Regions from separate parts of the Mus musculus genome. Here region 1 is linked to region 2. A link is a contact called in public HiChIP or PLAC-seq data. All regions are on one chromosome and are shown on one strand. Each heading gives the region's core, a stretch centred on a gene start, on an enhancer-like site or on the middle of the called end of the contact. The rest is flanking DNA. Distances are from core to core; before and after follow the strand shown.

The links. HiChIP or PLAC-seq counts read pairs in DNA pulled down with a chosen protein or histone mark.
Region 1: a contact with region 2 is called in an H3K4me3 HiChIP or PLAC-seq map of bone marrow-derived macrophages, with 6 times the contacts expected there. The contact joins two enhancer-like sites. A contact is called at or near these places in 10 of 484 Hi-C or Micro-C datasets (the HL-1 cell line, bone marrow-derived dendritic cells, bone marrow-derived macrophages and 7 more), 10 of 115 datasets of contacts at active chromatin or transcription factors (CD8 T cells, bone marrow-derived macrophages, craniofacial prominence and 7 more) and 1 of 9 other capture datasets (bone marrow-derived macrophages).

The regions. Positions count from the first base shown.
Region 1 is chr8:35,705,414-35,709,436 of GRCm38.p6, reverse strand. 1700015I17Rik (a long non-coding RNA gene) reads left to right here. Exons shown (of 3, transcript XR_378890.3): 3 at 340-1,446. Among named protein-coding and RNA genes, the nearest start is that of 1700015I17Rik, 12 kb to the left of the region's middle. Within about 2 kb of position 2,331, at least 47 of the 459 cell types and tissues checked have an H3K27ac peak or open chromatin away from gene starts, as enhancers often do. A contact at or near this core is called in bone marrow-derived macrophages, where this site is marked.
Region 2 is chr8:35,561,908-35,565,885 of GRCm38.p6, reverse strand. No RefSeq gene overlaps it. Among named protein-coding and RNA genes, the nearest start is that of Mfhas1, 24 kb to the left of the region's middle. Within about 2 kb of position 1,700, at least 23 of the 459 cell types and tissues checked have an H3K27ac peak or open chromatin away from gene starts, as enhancers often do. A contact at or near this core is called in bone marrow-derived macrophages, where this site is marked.

The DNA.
Region 1 (4,023 bases), core at 1,082-3,581, 140 kb before region 2:
TTTTCTCCCTTTTAATGAAACCACACGCATAGATCTTATGAAACACAGCTTTGCAGAACTGGCTTCCATAGTTGTATCTCATATTTAAAATGTCCATGTCCTCATCACTATTGTGTTAGAAACCCAATGTTTTGGCATTTGTAACAGAAAGCCACCCAAGTTTGGCACAGATGCCCCACAAAGCTGGATAGGCAACTTCATGTGGGCCTGGCCCTGTCCGAACTTTGCATACAGGGCTGTTCTTTTATTTCTCAATAGATGGAGTCATGCTTCCTGTCATGATAATGGCACCTAAGATCTGCCTACCATGCTGGTTTCTGCTGTCATTTCTCTTTACAGCTGCTTCAGGACCCTCCAGCCACACTCACTCCAGGTTCTGCGACTCTGTGATTCTATTCTGGAATCTCCACAGCTTTCCTATCCTTTCCTTCTGACCAAATTCTACATTCACTTTGAGGTCAGCCGGTGCGCATCACAAACCCTTGCCAACTCTTCTGCTTAGAGCAAGTCACTCTCATCAGCAGCACCCGCAGCACCCTGCCTCAGCAGATGCTTCCAAATGTGTCCCCTTCTGAGCCAGAGAGCTCAGTCGATAAGGCCTCAGAAGAGTTCCTGACACTCTGAGGGAACCACACCAAGCCTTTCAAGTGTTCTCCTGGGCTTCATCTTCTGTCTACATCACCCAGCCAAGATACCAGCCTGCCACTGAGCTCAGCAGATGTCCGTGGTATGAATGGATTCCGAGCAGACGGCACAAAAATGAAGAAGATGGGAGAATGGTTGGGAGCCACCCTCTAATAGAGGATTACATTTAAATACATTAAAGATGGGAGCTGTCGTATGGGTTAGCATAGCAACAATGACCTTATCATTTCCAAGCCGACAGTACAGATGGATGTTCTCATTGTCTTAAAAATAGGTCCACGATGATACCGCAGGATTGATGGATGGAAGTGCATGATTGACAATTGAAACTGGGATTGTGGCTATATTCAACCCAGGAAACTGGGGAATCTTGGGAAGGAATATTTAAAATCCAGACTCCCAAGTGCCTGTAAACCAATTAAACAATAGCAAGATGAGCTTTGCTAGGATAAGGGAGACCCTGGGTGACATTTCCAAGCCAAGCCTGGGCATAGCTGTTTTTCCACCCTGAGCAGCTGAGGTGCTTGCTCACGGTAGGGGGGGCAAAGAAAAAAACCGCTCATGTGTCACTCAACTGCCCTCTGGCCCCACGTGTGGGAATTTCTTTTAAAGATCTTAGTATGGGGGGACGATAGAATGAAAAGAGTCCGATTATCTACGGCAAGCCTAATTATAGCTTCAAGGGCGAGTACGCCAGGAAGGGTCACGTGACACGTTCCATCCGCGAGCACTGGAGAGCAGCTGCGAACAGGAGCAGTTTCCAATGACAGCCACCAGGTGGCAGAACAGAACGCAAACCTCTCTGCCTTAGAGGTCAGCCCTCATTTGCCCTTAGGTGAGCAGTTTTGTGACCTTAGAAGACTCAGTAGTGACTCCACTGAGACTGTGATTCAAGGCCTCCGTTTCACCCGTGACTTAATTTACATTCAAAACAAACAAACTTCCAGTAGAATGAACTACCTTTGAAGGATGGGACCTTGAGAGCTAATTGTTTAATTTCCAGAAATGTAACCTTTTAATTAGAATTAGAGTATACCAATTACACTTCCATAACGCATAATTAGTCAACTTACATTTAAATTAAGAAAATTGTCATCCTCTGTCCTAGTCTGTCATCAATGGGAGGAGAGGCCCTTGGTCCTGTGAAGGCTCTATGCCCCAGTATAGGGGAATGCCTGGACCAGGAAGTGGGAGTGGGTAGGTTGGGGAGTAGGGGGTGGGGGAAGGGGATAGGGGATTTTCGGAGGGGAAACTAGGAAAGGGGATAACATTTGAAGTGTAAATAAAAGAAATATCTAATTAAAAAAAAAGAAAAAATTGTTCTCTATCTTTTACTTTGTTACTTCCTGTGGTCTTGAGTCTGTGCTGTTTGTGGGGCTTGTGTGAGAAAAATACTGCGCAATGAGGTGCTAGCGCATGTCTCTTCTCAGGTTGGGAACTTGAATTTGGCCATGGGAAGCAATGCAACCTTGTGCTACAAATGTTCTCCTTTGTGGCTGGCTCTTAACCATTCTCTGACCACTAATGCATGAGCTATGAGGGAGATGACCAGATAAGCTTCAGTGGGGGACAGACAAGAGTAATAAGCCTTTAAATTTGTTTCAATAATAATTCAGACACAGCAAAACACATCAATAGAGAGCCAGACTGTAGTGAACATTCAGAATTTGGGTCTGTGTCCTGCTGTTCATGAGTCACACACTTCCGGCCACTGGTTCCTCATGCCCATTCCTCCTTCTGCCGAAAGGATATATTGGAACCTAATTTATATAGTTACTTCAAAGACTAAGAGAATTCATGCCCTGAAGTTGCGCCTTGACTGGCTGTATCTGCCAGCTAATTTTTTTGCTGGATTGGTTTTGTTTTGATCTTACAAGATAGGGTTTCTCTGTGAAGCCCTGGTTACCCTGGAACTCACTCTGTAGACCAGGCCGGCCTCAGAGATCTGCCTGTTTCTGCCTCCCAAGTGCTGGGATTAAAGGTGTACACTGCCATGCCCATCCAGCAAGCCAGCTCTTCTTACTACTAAAGAAGGTGGATAACATTAAAGCCACAAGATGCACATGGCGGAGATGAATGTGAGTCAATCTGAAGACTGTACATCAATTTACAATCTTATTCGATTTTTACATTTAATTTTGTATTATGATTTACCTTCATTTTCTGGGGATAAATAAAGATAAAACAGTATCGGATTCATTGTTTGGTACTGACAGAATAATAGATTTTACTATCACACCTTGCTTTTTCAATATCTGGAGAGTGTATTTAGAATTCTCAGGGTTTAGAGGCTTCTATCCTAGTTCCTAAAATGTTTGGTAAATATCAGACATTCTGTCAGGCTCTGTCCAAATGTACACAATTAACACGGTGACAATTCTTAAGGTCCCTGAGGCATGGGGGTTGTTCAGAAAATGGGTTCCTGTAACCTCACAGTCTTGACTTGTCAAACGAGGGCTCAGAGATATGTCTCAGCATAGAATAGGCCAGCCTTCAAAAAGAAATTCAAGAAATGGCCCCTCACAGAAGCAGGAAGAAAGAAAGGAAAAGGGCAGAGAGTCTCTCGTGGGACTCGTCAAACAAGGTCAAACAGAAAGTGCCTTTGAGTCACAAAAAGCCTGTCAAATTAGGTGTGGGTTATGATTGATGCAAAATTCAAAATGCCTGCTGAAAAGCAAGTTCTAGAAAACCTGGGGAAAGTTAGGCTGGGATTGTGGCTCTGTGGTTAGGGCACGGCAAACATGAACGCTGCATTTGCACCCTAGAGCCATATAAACCAGATGTGGCGGTATGACCTGCGATCTCAGATCTCAAGAAGATCAGAAGTTCAAGGATGTTCTAGTGCATTACAGGCCAGCCTGGGTTATACAAGAAACTGGTGAGAGACAGGATCCTGTGTTAAGTAATATTCTGTCTTGAGACCAAAAGAAATATCAGCCTGCCTCTAATCTCATTTCTGAATGGCAGTAGGCATTAGAAAGCTTAGAGATAACTTTGCCGGCAATGGCCAACCCACCTCACCACCCCACCGTTCAAGCTCAGAATGAAGTAATCTCACTCCAACTGCCACGCAGAGCTGACTCATTGGTCCCAATGGCCCCATGAGGCCAGTGCCACATGGCTGGTTTCTTTTATCTCTACCCAACACTGACTGCACAAGTGCCCTTCTAGTGTAGTTACACACACATGCAGGCTCCGTGTTCCGGAAGAATGAGACAGGGTCACAAGTTCAGGTCAACTTGGGCCTCCTTTTCCAACTCTGTCTCTTTCTCACAAACAGACAAACAAAAGGCAAATAAATAAAATAAGTTGAAGCACAAACTGCATGCACACACATATATGCACTGCACAAGCACAGACACATATGTATGTGCACGT
Region 2 (3,978 bases), core at 451-2,950:
TGAACTGAGCACTAGTATCCCTCTCTCTGCTTCCTCACTGCCCACACCGTGTGACCAGCTGCCTCACGCTCCTGCTGCGGTTAACTCCCCCACAGCAATCGACTATATCTCAAATGGAACGAAACAAACCCTTACTTTCTAAAGCTGTTCCACCCTAGCAGTACGTAAAGTGACTAATATACCACCCCAGACACCACATACGGTAATCATGGCTCCTTAGGATCCTGCTGACTGTGATAGATAACACTTTCTTTCCATATGCAGTCACCAGGTCTCTCAGGCCATATAGTCTTTTCTTTCCTACTTACTTTTCCTTGTCTTTTTTAAAAAAAAACCTATCTCTCCGTGTCTGCCTTTGATCTCCTTCAGATGAAGCCACCAAGTGCTGGAATTGCAGGCATTCCCACCTTGTGTAGCTTTAGGCTTCATTTCTTCTTGAGGGGTTTAACCGTTTTAAGGAGTTTCCATTTTGAGACGTTTCAAAGGATGTCCCTTAATGATACTTGTCTAGACTGCACTTAGTAGGCTTCTAAGGAAGCCCCAGAGACAAGAAACCATTGTTTTCCCATCTTAGTAAGGCTACCTAGCATTCACATGACCTGCCACTGCTCCGTGACCTCTGGTCACTTGGTTGAGGAAGTGCTTGTCAAATTTCTGTTTTAATTCTTGCACAGGAAGCCACTCCATAGCACACACTTAAGTTGCAAGAAGCTATGTATACCTCCTTGAGACAAGGTATTTACAAAAATTATATGAAATTCCTGTTTATTTAGTCATTTACTTATAACTATGGACTCAAAAAAATACATTGAATCATAATCCAATATTTCTTCAGCTTCATTATCTTTCAACTGTGTTGGCCTTTTGGCAAATGTCCTTGTGTTCAGAGAGTTGGAAGGAAGATAGAGCACTTCCTTAGACTCTTCTTCGACAAGATGCTCCTTCCAGCCCCTTCTTGTATGTTAGCTGCCCCAGTCCTAGAATCAGCCATTTGTCCTGATCCTTTTCCTGAAGAGAAGTCCTGGAGGTAAAGGGCTGCTACATATGGGTGTGGCTGCTGAGTGTCCCTGCCTCAGAGAGAAATGAAAAGGAAATTTACGTACACAAAATAGTACACATCTCGACTAATACTTCTACATTAATCCTTTCACAGTAACACACATTCATAGAGATGCGGCCAACCCTTCCACCACGACCTCCACCAGTCTTGCTTCTTTCCCTGGTTTCCAATGAGACATCTGGCTCTCATCCTCATCTATTTAACTAGTCTATTTAACTAGTCTATTTAGCTAGTCAATTCTAGTACCCAGGATAGTAATAAAAATTAGTGTTGGTGGATGGAAGGCAGCTTTATCAACTGAGGTCATTAACCGTGGTGTCTCAAAGACATTACTCAGTATGGCCATACGCCAGGGATCATGGGATGATTCTGTTACCCAGGTGGAAGGAGAGATAAGAAAGAAGAGTCAGTGTTCTCCACCCAGCATGCACTGTAGCGGCAAGCCGTGGAAGAGGAAAACTCAGTGTGTTTGTTTAGAATTTTAGCTCAATTTCTAGGTACATTTCATCTCAGTTTTTTTTTCTTCCCTGAAATGCAGTCTTTGCTATGATATCCACCTCCCTCCCTCCCCACTATGCTGACTCAGCCATTACTCTTTCTTCACAGGGCCAAGAGGAGAAACCTTAATGAGTTCATCATGAGTTGGAAGGGCCAGAGGGCACAGCAGGGACGGGTCAGCACATAGCTGCTGACTGACTTAAGACTTAATATATAAGAGGAAATAAAAACTGGGAGAGAATGTGGGCTGTTCCTGCCCACCCTTTGTGAGGTTCACAATTTCACTAGTTGATGCCTTTGTTTATTAAATCAAGTGTCTTTTTAAAAAAATCTCTTTATTAACTCAAACGTCAATGTGGCTTTCCTACTCAATGGCAATTCTTAAAACCAAGCAAATGCACGTTTTAGAAGAGTTGACTTGATATCTGGAAAGAACACAGAGCACATAATTCTACACAGGAAAATACAAAAATGTTCTTCATGTATGCTATAAGAGTTTATTTTTATTTTCTTTCATTTACTCTTTGATGCTGGGGATAGAATCTAAGACCTGAACTATTTTCTCTGACCCTTGAGAGTGTAAGGATCTAGAAAGCACCACGGAAAAAAGGCTTTGGAAACTCACCCACAAGAATCTAAGCCTGACTCTGCCATTTAACAACTTTGGAAACCCAGGCAAAAATTATGTGCTGCATTATAAACTGGTATTAGACTATCAAGTATAATTTATTAAAATAGTATTTAAATGAGAAATTCTATTTATATTAGCAATCATGTAAGATACAACCTTTGAACTTATAGCCCAGAGAGTGAAACTAGTGTATGCAAATTTATGTCATTAAAGAGGTGGGACACTCCCAGAATGGGATGCAGGACTGAGATAACAGCCTGGCTAAGGGGCTTTAGGAGAGCATGTCAGCCTTGCAGCTCCAAAGATGAGTGAAGTCGGTTGGGCTAAAGACAAAAGAAACCATTCATAGACTGTAGAAGTGGGATGGAAACGAGATGGAACAAGAAGAGAAGCCTTCTCACAGTGAGGGGCCAACATCACAACTGAATCTACACAGAACCAAAAGGAACCCCCACTAAGCCATTTACTTCACACCGATTTTGGGTTTTCTGCCCCATCTAGATGAACTTAATTAATACAGATTTTATTTATGTCTTTTCCTACCTTTCATCTCCCCAGTACCCCTCAAAATACTTTTCATCTTATAATTCTCCTGGAGAGATATTCTAAGGATTCCTAAGCATCTAATTTGAGGCTTTGTGCTGGCTAGTTTTCTGTCAGCTTGACACAAGCCAGAGTCATCAGAGAGGAGGGACTCTCAATTGGAAAAAGATTTCATAAGATTTGGCTGTACACTTTCTTAATTAATGATTGATGATGGAGGTCCCAGCTTATTGTGAGTGATGCCATCCCTGGGCTGGTGATCCTGGGTTTTATAAGAAAGCAAGTTGGACAAGCTATGAGGAGCAAGCCAATAAAGTACCACCCCTCCGTGACCTCTGCATCAGCTCATGCCTCTAGGATTCTTCCCTGTTTGAGTTCCTGTTCTGAGATGGACTGTGATATAGAAGTGTAAGCCAAATAAACCCTTTCCTCCCCAACTTGCTCTGGTCATGATGTTATCACAGCAATAGTAACCTCAACAAGGACAGATATGAAGTGGCAGCTCACCAACGATCAACTCTGGTGGAACCATACATGCCATGGTACCGAGTACAATCACTCTCCTTAGCTCACCATCCTCAAAGAGCTTGGAGGTATTTGTTTGACACAGTCTTACTCTGTAGCCCAGTCTGGCCTTGGTCCTGTGGTTCTCCTACTTCAGCCTCCTGAGTGCTGGGATGACACACATAAGCTATCATACCTTCTCCACAGGAGGTTTAGGAATAAGCCAAAACAATAGTACAAATTTAGGCTTTGTTTCACTTATCTCAAAATTACATACTTACTGAATTTGAAGAAAAATGTCAAGTAGCATAGCCTGTAGGAACATAAAGCAGTGGGCCAGTGAGAGAGCTCAATGAGAAGAGGAGACTACTCCAACACTGACCGAGTCCCATCCCTGGAACCCACATAGGGGAAGGAGAGAACCAACTGACCTCTGACCTGCACGAAGGCACTGGGAGATGATCCACATACATGCTCTCACCCACGTAAAACAAGTAATCGTAGGCAAAAATTTAAACGTGTGAAGTGTAATAGTTGCTTTGGTTAGGGAGGTGTATGTTTGGGGTCTAAAACGATGAGAGTATTAAGAATCACCCATAAGTGGGTACTCTCACTTTAATAAGTAGATTCTTGGGTGCTTTCTCTCTGTGCTCTCTCGTGCTCTCTCTCTCTCTCTCTCTCTCTCTCTCTCTCTCTCTATATATATATATATATATATATATATATATATATATATATATAT